Regions from separate parts of the Mus musculus genome. Here all the other regions are linked to region 2. A link is a contact called in public Hi-C data. All regions are on one chromosome and are shown on one strand. Each heading gives the region's core, a stretch centred on a gene start, on an enhancer-like site or on the middle of the called end of the contact. The rest is flanking DNA. Distances are from core to core; before and after follow the strand shown. Region 1 overlaps Dpp6 (dipeptidylpeptidase 6). Region 2 overlaps Gm35223 (a long non-coding RNA gene). Region 3 overlaps Dpp6 (dipeptidylpeptidase 6).

Evidence for each region. Hi-C and Micro-C count contacts between places; a contact is called where the count stands out from the background.
Region 1: a Hi-C map of the N1E-115 cell line shows a contact between it and region 2, with 2.6 times the contacts expected there. The contact joins two enhancer-like sites. A contact is called at or near these places in 1 of 484 Hi-C or Micro-C datasets (the N1E-115 cell line) and 1 of 9 other capture datasets (embryonic stem cells).
Region 3: a Hi-C map of the N1E-115 cell line shows a contact between it and region 2, with 2.5 times the contacts expected there. The contact joins two enhancer-like sites. A contact is called at or near these places in 1 of 484 Hi-C or Micro-C datasets (the N1E-115 cell line), 1 of 115 datasets of contacts at active chromatin or transcription factors (embryonic stem cells) and 1 of 9 other capture datasets (embryonic stem cells).

What each region holds. Positions count from the first base shown.
Region 1 is chr5:27,676,021-27,680,987 of GRCm38.p6, reverse strand. All of the region lies in intron 16 of Dpp6 (dipeptidylpeptidase 6), which reads right to left. Among named protein-coding and RNA genes, the nearest start is that of Paxip1, 110 kb to the left of the region's middle. Within about 2 kb of position 1,612, at least 5 of the 459 cell types and tissues checked have an H3K27ac peak or open chromatin away from gene starts, as enhancers often do. A contact at or near this core is called in the N1E-115 cell line, where this site is marked.
Region 2 is chr5:28,034,320-28,038,974 of GRCm38.p6, reverse strand. The region is part of intron 1 of Gm35223 (a long non-coding RNA gene); the gene reads left to right. Among named protein-coding and RNA genes, the nearest start is that of Gm26608, 19 kb to the left of the region's middle. Within about 2 kb of position 1,719, at least 166 of the 459 cell types and tissues checked have an H3K27ac peak or open chromatin away from gene starts, as enhancers often do. A contact at or near this core is called in the N1E-115 cell line, where this site is marked.
Region 3 is chr5:27,704,482-27,709,168 of GRCm38.p6, reverse strand. The region is part of intron 17 of Dpp6 (dipeptidylpeptidase 6); the gene reads right to left. Among named protein-coding and RNA genes, the nearest start is that of Paxip1, 85 kb to the left of the region's middle. Within about 2 kb of position 1,673, at least 20 of the 459 cell types and tissues checked have an H3K27ac peak or open chromatin away from gene starts, as enhancers often do. A contact at or near this core is called in the N1E-115 cell line, where this site is marked.

The DNA of each region.
Region 1 (4,967 bases), core at 363-2,862, 360 kb after region 2:
ACCAGCCCCTCCACAGCACACTACAGTTGTCTGGAGGTTCAGCTCCTCATGAGGGCTGAGGGTGCATGGCACAGGCCTGCATGGAAGAGGAGTCAGACAAAAGCAGCATTGCCCCTGCCAGGGCTCATTTCTATGGGACAAGGGAACCAACAACGATGAGGCACCAGGCCAGAGGTGGTTCTAGGAATGGCACCAAGAAGTTGGGCACAGCATGCTTTTGTGGGTCAGAACCCGGCTAACAGTTCAGGAGCCTCAGGAGAAACCCTCTCGCAGGTCACTGTGTGCCCGAGGTTGTTATGCTGCCCTCTGCTGGGCACCAACAGTTACAGAAATTGTGCTCACCTCCAGGGCACTGATAGGCACATGGGATGATTGGAGCAAAGACATTGCCAGCTGGAAGATGGACCGTGACTTTAGAGAGATCATAAGGACAAGTTTGGTGTCAGAGTTGTTACAAGATAGCTGGCCTCTAAACAAGGAGGTGGGGCTCAGTTCCTTCCTCATAAACCATAGTTTAAGTCTCCTTGCAGCACTTAACTAGGGGTTAGGCACTGCTGATTTTGAGCGCTGGTGACAGGCCTTGGGGTCTGCCTCTTCATCAGAGCCAGGAATGTTACTGGCTTACAGTAAGTTCCTTTCTGCAAACCTCAAGTCAGAGTGAGGCAGCCTAGAGATGCACACAGCCTGGAGACCTGAAGTCCAAGGTCCCAGCATCTGTAGGGTTGTACTCCTTGTGACCCCATAGGAATTCTCTAGTTTCTGGCAGCTTCTGGTGGTGGCCAGCACTCCCTGACTTACAGACACCTCCCTCCATCCCTTGTTGTCGCAGGTTATCTCTGCTCATGGTGGCATGGCGTGTGTGTGTGTGTGTGTGTGTGTGTGTGTGTGTGTGTGTAAGAGAGAGAGAGAGAGAGAGAGAGAGAGAGACAGACAGAGACAGAGACAGACACAGAGAGACAGAGAGACAGAGAGAGACAGAGGGAGAAAAGGGTTTGCCTGTGCAGGCAAGTTTTCCCACTTCCTTTTTTTCTTTATTGGAAACCATGGTGATGACCTAAAAGAGAAATGTGTATCTGAATATTCTCACTGTCTTTGGCATGAAGGCATGTGTCATGCATCAAGGCCTTGCCCAGGATAGTCCACCCGAGCCCATGTTTTCCATAGACAGTTTCACTGATCCTAGAGACTGTCCATTCACAAAAAATTAGGAATTCTGTGTCTACATAAATCTTCTTTGTCCATCACAAATTTTGTCTGAGGGCTGGTAAGATGGCGCAGTGGTCAAGAACACTTGCATTCATCCAGAGGACCTGGCTGTGATTCCCTGCACCCACACTGTGGCTTACAAATGTTTGTGGCTCCAGTTCCTAGGGATCAGATGTCCTCTTCTGGCCTCAGAGGGCACCAAACATGCATGAGGTACACATATGTACATGCAAACAAACATTCATACAAACTAAATTTTGTCTTCAAACAGAAACTTTGGTCACTTTAGGATGAAATGGAGCAGCCATTACTAACTAGTGGTTAAGTTGACTTATGCTGTTAGTCATCATATAAAAATTGAGCTTCCCCCACTGTAAGCAGCATGTGAGGGGACTGAAGGGCTCCCCCTGGGATGCTGAGTCAGCTTCTGGGATGCTGAGTCAGAGCTGTGACAAAGATAATAGCATCTGTGTATCAGCATCAGCATCCTTTTCATAAACATGTCATCAAATCCATCATGATAATAGTAGCAATGTCATTGTCATTGTCACCATAACCACCATGACCAGCAGTACCAACTATTAAATCCCGCTCTAACTCTCTGGTCATAAACAATTTGATCCCAGGGCTAAACAAGATGGCTTAGCATGTAAAGGCACTGCTGCTAAGCCTGACAATACAAGTTTAATCCCTGGAAGTCACATGGTAGAAGGAAAGAGCCCTTTCTGCCAGTTGTCTTGTATTCCCCTTACATCCCGGACACAAAATAAATGCACTAAAATAGAATTTAAAAATTAAAACTGAACTTGATGCCAACCTACAAAGTAGGTGTCATTATACTCCAGGGTTATGGCTGCCTGCACTCCCTGGTTTGCACACTTCCCCTCAGCCTTTGCTGTTCCATGCCATTTCCTCTCACACCAGTCCTCCTCTGGCTGCCCCTTTCCCTCCTCTTCGTCTGTCACAAACAGCCACTGCTCAACTGCCTACAGCTTTGCTTCTTGGTTCTGTAATAAACTATCCTGAGAACAGCAACTTCAGGAGGAAAGGGTAGAGGCTGCAGAGATGGCTCAGTGGTTACGAGCACTGCTGCTTTTCCAGAGGTCCTGAGTTCAATTCCCAGAAACCACATGGTGGCTCAGAACCACCTATAAAGGCATCTAATGCCCTCTTCTGGCATGCAAGTGTGCATGAAGACAGAGCACTCATACATTTAAAAAGAAAGGTAGAAAGAAGAAAGAAAGAAAGGTAGGAAGAAGTAAGGAAGAGAGGAAGAAAGAAAGGAAGAAAAAGAAGGAAGGAAGGAAGGAAGGAAGGAAGGAGAAAGGAAGGAAGGAAGGAAGGAAAGAAGGAAGGAAGGAAGAAGGAAGAAGGAAGAAGGAAGGAAGGAAGGAAGGAAGGAGAAAGGAAGGAAGGAAGGAAGGAGAAAGGAAGGAAGGAAGGAAGGAAGGAAGGAAGAAGGAAGAAGGAAAAAGGAAGAAGGAAGAAGGGGTCTATCCAGGTTACTGACCCTCATTGCAGGAGGAACTTAAAACAGCTGGTCACATGCCCAGTTGAGGGCAGGGAGAATAAACGCATGCGTGTTTGTGCCCAGCTCATACTTTCTCCTCATTCAATCCAAGGCCCAGCCCGTGAAATGGTGCTGCCCACATTAAGGATAATCTTCCTACATAATTAGCCCAGTTAAGGAAACCTTCACAGACATGCCCACAGGCCAGGCCAGGCTAGAAAATCCCCCCGAGACTCTTTCCTAATGTGATTCTACTTTATGTCAAGCTGACAGTTAAACAAGTGCTTCCCTTTTTGTTTGTTTTGGTGCCACACTGTACCTTCTCCTATGCCCTTCATACTTCTGAACTGTTCACAGGTTCTCTAAGCCCTACCAGAAGGTAGAGAGGACCAGGCCTGAGCTGAGGCACTAGGGATATGCTGGTAACCAGCTAACCTTCTTTAAAGGTTCTTCCAATTTTTCTTCTCCTAGATTCTGGACTCCCTGAGGGTGGTCCTCCCTGTGTTTCATCTTCTTGTGTTTAACATTGAGCCTGGTGTCTGCCTCACACTCAATACCACAGAAGGACTTCTCAAGACCAGGGTTCAGTTCTGTGTCCCCTAGTGAGTCAGACGCATTCCAACCAGGTGGTGATGTTCATGCATGGGGAAACCCTGACACTAAGAACTAGGAAACCATGTACAGCCCAGCAGGGGTTCTTGTGTAGAGCAATGTGCAGGGCTGCAGCGCCCTCTTGTGTACAGGCCGTACCCAGGGCTTCGGCATGGAGATCTATGGGATTTCTGCAAAGGTTCAGCTTCACTGTGCACAGAGAGCAAACTAAGCAGCTGTGGTCCTCTGACAAGTGCAAGGAAGACCTGGCTCTCAGCCACTGCTGGGTACTGTGGGACTGACTCATCTGTGAAAGGTGGGGGTAGGGTTGGCTGCTGTGGTGGGAGGAGGTGAGCACTGGCCTCCTGTGGATGCTCTCCCAGTCACCCCATACATCCCTAAGTGTGTCAGCACCCGCCAGGGGCTATGCACCCAGAATATCTTGGCTCCAACAGATTTCCTGTGACACAGTGGGGGAGTGCCTTGCTGTCAGTCCCCACAGGGATGTTCCAGCACCCACAGAATGGAATGCCAGTTGGTTTTAAGTGTCCTCTCCCACCCCTTTAAACCCTTTGGTGGTGGTGGTATCCTCTCTCATCATAGATCTGGGTCCACACACAGAAGATTCTCAGCAACAAGCTGATGTAAACAGGAGGGGAGGTTACGGCTGGCTTAGGGGAAAGGTGATGTACACGGGAGGGGAGGTCATGACTGGCTTAGGGGAAAGGTGATGTACATGGGAGGGGGCACACCAGAGCAATCACCACAGTCCCTGCAAGACCCGCAGAGTCAAGGCTCACTGCAGAGACCAGATCTCATGTGGCCACTTGAAATTCCAGCTCAGCACCACCAGGATTTCTCTGGGGCTTTCTTCTATGTTCTCATGTGTTCAACCTCCATGCCCAATAACAAGGAACTTGGCTCTCATTATCACTGACATCTAACTCATCAAATCCACCCCCTGAGTGAAAACACTTTCAGCTATCATATGTGTGTGTGTGTGTGTGTGTGTGTATGTTAATCCTAACACTTCAGAGGCAGAGGCAGGTGGATCTCAAACTCTGTGAGTTTGAAGCCAGCCTAGTCTACATGGTGAGTTTGAGGCCATCCTGGTCTACATAGTGGAACTTTGTTTCAGAAAGAGGTAAGAAGGGATAGGAGTGACACAGGTGCAGTATTTCTATGTGTCCCTGCAATGAACAATATTTTCTATAACTCCTGCCCCCTAAGCTCTCCCACCATGTTTGCCTCCATATTCCATGTTGCATTCATTCCTATGGGTACCATGACATTACACCCTGGCCTATCTCTCACCATGGGTGGGCCCAGAGGTAGAGGACTACCCATATCACTGGGCTGGGCTTAGTCATTCCATGCTGGACTGTTCTGTGAGGATGCATGCTCTACCCCTGCCCAGGAAAGGCTTTGGGTAAGAGAATCAAGGAGAAGGGAGGAGAAGGAATGATAAGGGAAAAAGAGGCGATGAAGGTAAGGGGGGGGGGAGGAAGGGAAAAAAGAAAGAAAAGAAGAAAGGAATAGGGCACTTGTGATTTCATCATTCCATGGGTGCCTTCACATGTGTCCGAGACCGGGTGAGGTACAGCACCCACCCTGAGTGGGTCTCTGTGGCAACTCTTAAAACAGCAGACATTACCATTCC
Region 2 (4,655 bases), core at 470-2,969:
TAGTAAGCAACATTAAAGATCACATGATATATTGATAACATACATACAATGAAGTAATTATTATAGTTAGAAAATGAACATACTGAAATCCCTGTCTGTGCACGTATGTGTATGCACCTGAGTATATGTGTGTACATGTGTGTGCAGGTTACCAAAGTCATACTCTCTGAGCACAATTTCTGCTATGTAATATGAGACATCCATGTACCATATAGCAACAGGATGGTTGACAGAGAGAAGCACACATGATGTTGGCCCTGTAAGATCATATCTCCTAGTGACACTGGACCTGTCTTAGCTTATGTAAATAATTCAGAGCTACGGTTTAGAACAAGGTGGTCCTGAGCAGAGCAGGCAGCTGATATGTTCAGTTGTTCAAGTCAAGGAATGGAGTATAGATTCCAGGGGACCTCTGTGTCTAGCATTCTCAAAGTTTCCAATGTCAGCAGTAGTCTGGCACATAGCTGAATACATCCCACAGGTGTTTTTTTCTCTGGGCTCATCATCCTGTTCCACTTCCTGACACAGGCTGGCTGGCCAAAAATAGCTGAGGTTTGCAGTCACAGAAAGAGGTGGATCTGGGCTGATGGGGTGGCACCACTGTGGCCTGAAACATCCCGCCTCTTGGCCTGGGGCCAGCTGGAGAAACCAGGCAAGGAGCTTAGCCAGCGGGCTCTCATCAGCTTTGTTTGGAATTTTCAGGTTTGTCCAATGGTAGCCTGGGAGTGGTAGGTACACCCAGAGCTCCTCCTCCCATAGAGCCATGGAGAATAGTCCTCTCTGCATTCCTCAAATAGCTGTTTTGATGCTGGTGAGGTTTGGGGGAACTGATGTCTCCTGCATGTAAGTGTGTTTGTTCTCTTTGCTCCGCAGGTGGCATTTTTTTGTTCAGCAGTTGTACCATTATTTGCCTGTGCTCATGGATCATGACATATTAATGATGCAAATTAGGATATTATTAATGAAGAAAAAAATGAATTCTGACCCTGTGGCAGGCTTCACTGTCACAGCTCTGTTATGCCCTCTCGTCACGATGTGCCAATTGCAGCAGATTCTTCCAGCTGCTGCAATTGGCACATTGACATGCGGGGGAAAGGGGAGAGACTACAACAGCACAGCCGTTTCCCTCTTCAGGCACTTGTGTTGCAAGCACACGTTTTCTTGAGAGCTTGTGTTTTCAGGCAGGATTGTGATTGTGAAAGCTGACCTCCTTCCCACACTGTAACAGTAAGCAGCATTTGGGAACCAGCTCTGTCCTTCCAGGCCCTCTAGGAAAGCCCACTGGATATGGAATCTACTTCTGTTACCACCACAGACCAGTGTGGCAATGTGGGGGAGCTCCTGTGACTTGGATGACTTTTGATTCCCAGTTCCAGTTTTCTAAATGCTTCTTGCAGGTGGCATGTGAGACCCTCTTCTCACATCTGCCACTAATCTTGCCACCTACCCCTTAATTAAACATAGCTCCACGCCACTTCCCCTCCCTGCCCTCTGGCTGACCCTGACTCCTCCCAGCACCCCATGCAGCTCAGAGATCTGGTTTCGGACCTCTCTGCTTTCCTTCTCGTGAGCCAAGTTCAGAAACAGGATGTTTTTGAGAACTTGGCTGTGTCTCCCAAGTGCAAAGTGGCAACACCCCTTGGAAAGACTACCATTCAGGAAAAGTGGCTGAGTCACCCCATATACTGTCACAAGACTGGGCTGAACCAAGAGAAGTGGCAGCTGGACTGTCTCAGCACTGATGACAAATGCCAGGACCATGTTGGGATAAGGGAATCTGGAGGGTGTCTGACCACTGAGAGATCTATTGGGACAAAGGTCTGCTGACCTGTTGTCACCTGCAGAGCAGAGTATAATGTCTATTCTCCATTGTCTGAACTAGCTCTGGGAACAGCAGCTAACTTCTGCACCACACAGAGGCCAGAGTAAGAAAGAACAAGCCTTGATGTTTCAGGTCTGCTTTGCTGAATCTGCACTTCCTAGAGACACTGCCTGTTTCACTGACAAGTCCCAAGACTTCCATTGCTGCCCTTGCTTCCTTAAGATGCCTAGCATCTGGGCTCCAGCTCATGACCTCACTCTGTAGAAACTCTGGAGAGTCTTCTTTTTCTATAAGTGTCTCCAACCTATGTCCCCACCCACTTCCCTTTCCACACCTCCTCCTCCTCCTGTGCTACCTGCTTAGTAGTAGATGTTGGGAGAGGTGGCGTCAGGCATAATTGATCTGACCCAAACTGGAAAAGTCAATGATGGTTGGGAAATTCATCATGAGAGATGCCTGGTTCTATAGACAGGGTGGCATCAGCACTGTAAATAGTGTCTCAGTTGTGACTGTGAGAGAGATGGACCCAGTTTCAAAGGATTAGCTCTTTGAGCCCTTTAGGCCTCTCTATCTGTAGTTATGGCTGATGACCTTAGTGGACATTTCTCTTCTCTTCTCTTCTCTTCTCTTCTCTTCTCTTCTCTTCTCTTCTCTTCTCTTCTCTTCTCTTCTCTTCTCTTCTCTTCTCTTCTCTTCTCTTCTCTTCTCTTCTCTTCTCTTCTCTTCTCTTCTCTTCTCTTCTCTCTCTCTCTCTCTCTCTTTCTTTCTTTCTTTCTTTCTTTCTTTCTTTCTTTCATCTTTCCCTTGTAGGTTTGCTTTGTCTTCTTATATCAGCCTGTAATAGCCTGTCTCCTATTAAGGCCACCTTTCCAGGTACTAAAGGTTAATTCTGTGACATGTGAGCTTCAGGAGTACATAGTTCACCTCTTAACAGGAACAAAGGTCATAAATGGGCATGAACCTGGGACCCTGATAGTGGCCACTGTCCCTGCTCATGATGGGCACTATCAGTGGAGGGTGAATCTGGAGCTCTGCTTGGGGAAGTTCTCAGGGCTGTGGGGACTCTGGTCCCTGTCATCCTCTCTGTATTTATGGCGAGTTAAAAGGAGTGGTGTTCCACTCAGCCTTCTCTTCCAGGAGAGCTTGAGTGACCAGGAGGCCCTGACAGACCCATTGAGCCATTAGACAAGCTGAAGTGACCCTATCCAACAGCTTTATTTATACAACACCCAGGGACAACATCCCATTAGTGAGAACATGTGCTAGCTAGTGTCTATAAAATGATCCCACCTCTATGTATCCTAGGAAATGACTCCCCTAGCAAAAGAAATCTATGAATACAGCACAATCTCAAATAAAAAGTCTAGTAGCATTCTTTCTTAGGATCATAAGAAATAATCTTAAAATACATGTGGAAGTGTGGAAGACCTCAGAGAGCCAAAGCAGCCCTGAGCAAGAAGAATGGTGTGGGGACTATCACCATTGTGGGGCTATCACCACGCCTTAATACTACAGAGCCAAGGAAGAAAACATGGTACTGGCACAGAACAGACATACAGCTCAATAGAATACAGAAAGGGTCCTGATATGGGGTCACATGACTATATCCACATGATTTTGCCAAAGATGAAAAGAGCATGCATTGGAGAAAAGATAGCCTTTTTAACACATGGTCTGGAGAATTGGACATCGACATATAGGACAATGAAATTAGATCATTATCTCTCATCCCAAACAACAAAACCACCCTCAAGTGGATCAAAGACTTCAACAGAGGACCTGAAACTGCAAGAGGACAAACTAGGGAATGCACATCAAGAGACAGGTGTAGACCAGGACTTTTACTAGGACTCCATGCTCAGGAAATAGTCAACAACCAACGAAGTGAAGTCCATGAAACAAGAATGTTTCTGTACTCCAAGCTGTCAGTGAAGGAAGAGCTAGCTTGAAGAGTGGGAGAAAATCCTTGGGAGCTTTATCTCCAACAGAGGAATTAGTATCTAGAATATTCAAAGAACTTCAGAAGCTAAGCATCAACAAAACAACCTGTAGAGGTTAATGAAAATGCCTCTATAGGCTCGAAGGAAGTGGCACTAATGGGAGGTGTGGCCTTGTTGAAGTAGATGTGGTCTTGTTGGACAAAGTGTGTCACTGGGGGTGGGCTCTGAGGTTTCAGAAGCCCAAACCAGACCCAGGGTCCCTTTCTCTTCCTGATGCTTGCTGATCCAGATATAGAACTCTCAACTCCCTCTCCAGCACAATGTCAACCTGGATGCTGCCATGCTTCCTGCTATGATGATAATGGACTACATCTCTGAACTGTAAATAAGCCACAATTAAGTGTTTTCCTTTATAAGAGTTGCCTTGGTTATGGCGTCTCTTCACAGAACTAGAAATCCTAACTAAAGCACAATACAATAATAAAAGAAAATGGTTTAGGAACTAAACAGATTTCTCAAAAAACCAACAAACAAACAAAGACAAAAAACAAAAAGCCAAAAAAACCAAGTAGCTAGTAAACACTTTTTTTTTTTCTTGTTTTCCTTTTTTCTTTTTTTGGTTGCGAGCCTAGCCTTTAATGACTGAGCCGTCTCTCTAGCCTTAGTAAACACTATTTAAAGTATTCAGCATCAGTAGCCAACAGGGAAATTCAAATTAAAAGTACCTTGAGATTCCATCCTACCCCAGTCGGCATGGTCATCAAGAAAACAAATGGTAACAAATGCTGGTGAAAGCATGGGGGAGGGCGACCCTTACTCACTGTTCTGACCCACCTGAAGTTGCTTCTTGTTAACAGCATGAACACTTGGAAGGTTCTGTTGGATAGAGTCCT
Region 3 (4,687 bases), core at 424-2,923, 330 kb after region 2:
CAAGAAAAGCAATACCACTTATCTGTGGGGGAAAACAGCCACACCAACCAGGCAATGTCAGCAGAGAAGACACCAGACTGTGTGGCCTTTATCAGTTAACCCACTCCCAGATTTCTTGCTTTAACCTGTAAGTTATCTGGTCTTTAGAGACTTGGAGTTGGTGACCATAGTCACAGATAGCAATGTCCCAAGAGCAATGTTTTGCAATTTGAGGGCTTACCCCCTCATGCATGGTGGCTAGGTGACTGTATTGTTGGGTTATCTGCATGGCTCTTCATTTTCAGGTTACAACACACAAATACCACGTCAGAAATCTCTTCAGCTGGAAGGAAGGAAGCCCATTTTGCTCACCTGCTGAAATGGCTGTGCGACCCCATTTCACCCTCTCATGCCTAGTAAGCCCACAGGTCTTCCTTTTCTTTGCTTTCTTTAAGGTTACATGTAGGGTTGGCTTGTGGCTCAATGTAAAAGGGAACTGTTTTCAAGGGGCTCTGCCTTTAGCGTGTCTAGGCTAGGATCAGAAAATATTTTAAAGCTATGGTCCTATGAGGAACGTTGGGGTCTTTCATGAGCCCTTGAAAACAAAACCATCCCACAGTCTTGTTTCTTGAAGGCATCAGAGGTTAGTTAATTCATGGCTGCTGTGGGTAACACACAGCATTGTGTGACTCCACGATCTCCACCATCTGTGGGAGCAGGAATGGCATACTTTTGGTAGGGTGGGGCGGGGGAGTTCCTGTGCCTGTGAGGAGCTGATAAGCAGCTGAAAACGCTTGGCAAGCTGCCAAGCACACATGGCCGTCCAGCAGCTACGGCTTTCACCTTTCACCTTTGGCAGACGCTGGTTCTGCCTGAAGCTCCTTCCCCCTGCCCACCCCTGTGTGGTCTCTTGCCATCCTTCCAAGACAAATGAAACTGGACTGAGAGACACTCCAGGGGTTTCAGGAATCCAATGCTCTGTAAGGTGCCAGAGCTCAGCCTGCCTGAGGAAACCGAGGGATGACTGCTAACCATTCCCTGCTCCATGTGTGAATTCAACATCACAACGGGAAACGAACGTCCAGCAAATTGATTGTAGAGTCTTTGGCATTTGAGAGACTAATTACATATGGAAGTTAATGTTCAGTGAATGCTGGGATTCTGACCTGGTTCTCTGATAGTCCCAGACCCAAGCTAGTGTAAGAATCAGGGCATAGACTTAAGATGTTATGTCAAAGCTTCCGCTCATGGGTCCCCTTGTGCTGGCTGGGTTTGTGGCAACTTGGTACAAGCTAGAGTCATCTGGGAACAGGGAACCTCAGCTGAGAGAATGCCTTCATAAAACTGGCCTGCAGACAGGTCTGTAGTGCATTTTCTTGATTGATCACTAATGTGGGAGGGCCCAACTCCTGGTGGATGGTGCTATCCCTGGGCTGGTGGTCCTGGGTTCTGTAGAAAGCAGGCTGAGCACTCCGCGAGGAGCAAGCCAGTAAGCAGCACTTTGTAGGGCCTCTGCTTCAGTCTTTTCCTCAGGTGCCTGCCTGGAGTAACCTAGATGAGCTATAAGGTGAGATAAACCTTCCCCCCTGCAAGTTGGTCATGGTGTTTCATCACAGCTCTGCCTAAGACAACCTGGAAGAACCTTCCATGGTTATCACTCTGACTGACTATGTGACTCATCTAGGTATGGCATGGGGAAGGGACCTGGGGTGTGTGCAGGGAGATAGGGGTGACATGGCTGCACACATAGGAGCTCATGGGTATCAGCACAATCAGCAAAGATGAGTACATGGATCTCACTCAGCTTCTGCCACCAGGGCCCTATGGGAACTTCATCTGTGTGAGCAGGTAGGTGCCAGGACCTGCCCAGAGTCTCTCACAATTGGCTCAACTCTCCTTAAATGTAATTCACATGAGCTGGCTTTGAATGTCACTCTGCAATCTTACATGCTGTTTTGGAGGGAGAGGTTCAAACTCAGATCACAAATATGTGTGGCTGTCCACCCAGCGAGGCTTTCCTAGAGCGAGTGCAGAGATGACTAAATTCCCATTATCCACGTCCAGCCCTGTCAGTTCTGGCCTTGTGTGGGGCGTGGCAGGTTCTAATTCCTCAGTGACTATTCAGGCTGCCTTTGAATAGCTTGCTCCCCTCTATTGAAATCCCACTTTCTGCAGAAGAGCACCAAAGCAACAGACTATTAAATTTAGTTAAATATTAGATTTCCCATTTAATGATTGCCCACACAGCCGGGCTTATCAGCAGAGAACTGGTGGCCTCACGGGGGAGTTGGGTTAAGTTAGTTTATTTGTTCCCCTAATTGCATTCAAAGAGGGCAGGAGCTCAGAGGAGATATAAGAAAAGATCGGTGCATTCCCCGAGGACTCTGCTTCTGACTGCGGGGCAGCAGGGACCTCCAGGCTGCAGCACACACATGGCCACTCCTTAATTAAATGTGAGCCCCTCTAATATTTGGTGGAATTAGCTATTATCAGATCTGGACACAGTGAGCCCACAGAGACAAATGTCTACTCAGGAAGCCACTCCCCTGGCTGTGTGGCCTGCGGGCTGTTCCCACATGGCCCTGGGGCTTGGAGCAATCACTGCTCTGCCAAGACATTGGAAATTAGTGAACAAACTGCAATGGAAATCATAAGCAACTGATCTAGAGGGGAAAGGGCTACCTGGCCCTCAGGTGCAGGTTTCTTTTCTGTAGACTTTGACACTCCAGACTGTGTGAATAGATGTACTTTCTGCTTCTCCAGTGTGCTGCGAGGGCATCCGATGGTCAGGCAATCCCATTCCCCCACCCCCACTGACTTTTTTCATTGCTTCCCCATGCATTATTCTTCCTTGTGCTTGCTCTTTGTGGCAGAGTCCATCCACATCCCTCGGGCTACATTACCTCGGGCTACATCCCTCGGCTAACTCAAAGAACAGACCCAGAAGTATAAAGATAGTTCAACTTGGTCCACCTCGGTTAGATCTGTCTTTACTCTGAGCCCTGTTTCCTTGTTACATTCAGCTTGATAGTTTGTGACACAGAGTGAATGTTCTTTTGGGCCATTTCTCTCCTCCTTGATTCTCTGACTAACCACTGAGCATCTAGAGGGCAGAGTCAGGTCAGATAAGTGGTCTTATTTCTAGACTCCAACATCATGCTGGACATCACGATGAGGGCTGCTGCATGTGTCCAACAACTAGGGGTACTACATTCATGGAGGATGATACTGTGTTTGGCACACAGGTAAGCTGCTGGTGCTCCTGTGTCCCCTGAGAGTTGTTTGCAGGGAATAAGACCTCTGGGTCTTTCCTGGTTCTCTGTGCAGGCATCCCTGAGGGTGTGGACACCATGTATCTGGCTTATTCTCCACTTGATGTTTGTTATGTGTTAACTTGCTAAGATTCTATGCTAAGACCTCAAACAAAGCTAGCCATTGGCCCTTCCCAGAAGGTTGCCATGTGCAACTCTGGGGTTCAGAAGACTTTTCACAACCAACAGAAGGTTTTGTGGAATTGATTCGGAGGTCTCTGCCCAGTGTGCGTATTCCCACATCCTTTGCATCAAGGCCTCACACACAGGGTAGCAGACTTCTGAGTTATCTATTCCTGGTCCCCTTGCCAGCAGGTGGGCTACACACTGTGGACTTGGGGCCACTGAGTCTGGGTTGACCTAGACAACTCATGGTGTTGGGCAAGGACAACACAGAAGGTGTCTGGCCCTTTGACCTCAACAAAACAGTCAAGAGATTTGACTAAGCTTGAAATACATACACTTCTAATTGTTATCCTTGGATAACAATTGTCATTTTTTTTGTATGTAACCTGGAAGGAGTTTTAAAAAAATAGAGGGGGCTGGAGAAATGGCTCAGAGGTTAAGAGCAGTGGCTGCTCTTCCAGAGGATTCTCAGCACCCACATGGGGCTCATAGGTGTAACTTCTATTCCAGAGGGTCCAGTGCCCTCTTGTGGCCTCCAGAGGTACAAAGCATCCAAGTGAGGTGCAGATTCATATGCAGAATAAACACACACTACAGAAAATAAGGTTACTAATAAGTAGTGGAGCTATTATAGCTCAGCTCTTCTCATGTGTCTGTTCCAATGGCTGGGAAGCAGGAGAATGTGTGTACTCTCTCAGCTGTTCAGGGGTTAGGAGGAGGTGCCCATTCATAGACCACAGCTGCATCTCTAGGGGCGATCACCCCTGCATTACTGAATGGCAGTAGCAGTATGTAGCTTGTTCTAGCTGCTTTCTGTGTGCCTGTGACAATTCAGTATGACTTTATAGACACCGAGACTGTCTATAAGTTTTTATAAGATGTTTAGAAGATTTCATGCCTGTAGGCCACCGGTACAGAGTGTGCTGGGGTGCGAACCGACAGGGGATGCCAGCATCACTTTAAACAGTAAAACCTGATGCATAAATTTGACTGTTAAAAAAGAAATGTTTAAAAAACTGTTGGAAGAGATGAGAGTAGAAGTGAACTTAGGTTCCATGGGATGGTGTCATGACTCTGTTCCAATGAAAACGTTGTTGGCCCAGTTTTTCTTTTTCCTTTCTGTTTGGTGCCTAGGTTGGAAACCAGGGCTGTGTGGATGCTACTTAGGCAAGTGCTCTCCCACTGAGGCACACCCCAGCCCAGGCAGCTCTCTCTTCAGAAAAAGCTCTCAGAAAACAACTCAAACCTATGAGGAAACCATAGGAGTCACA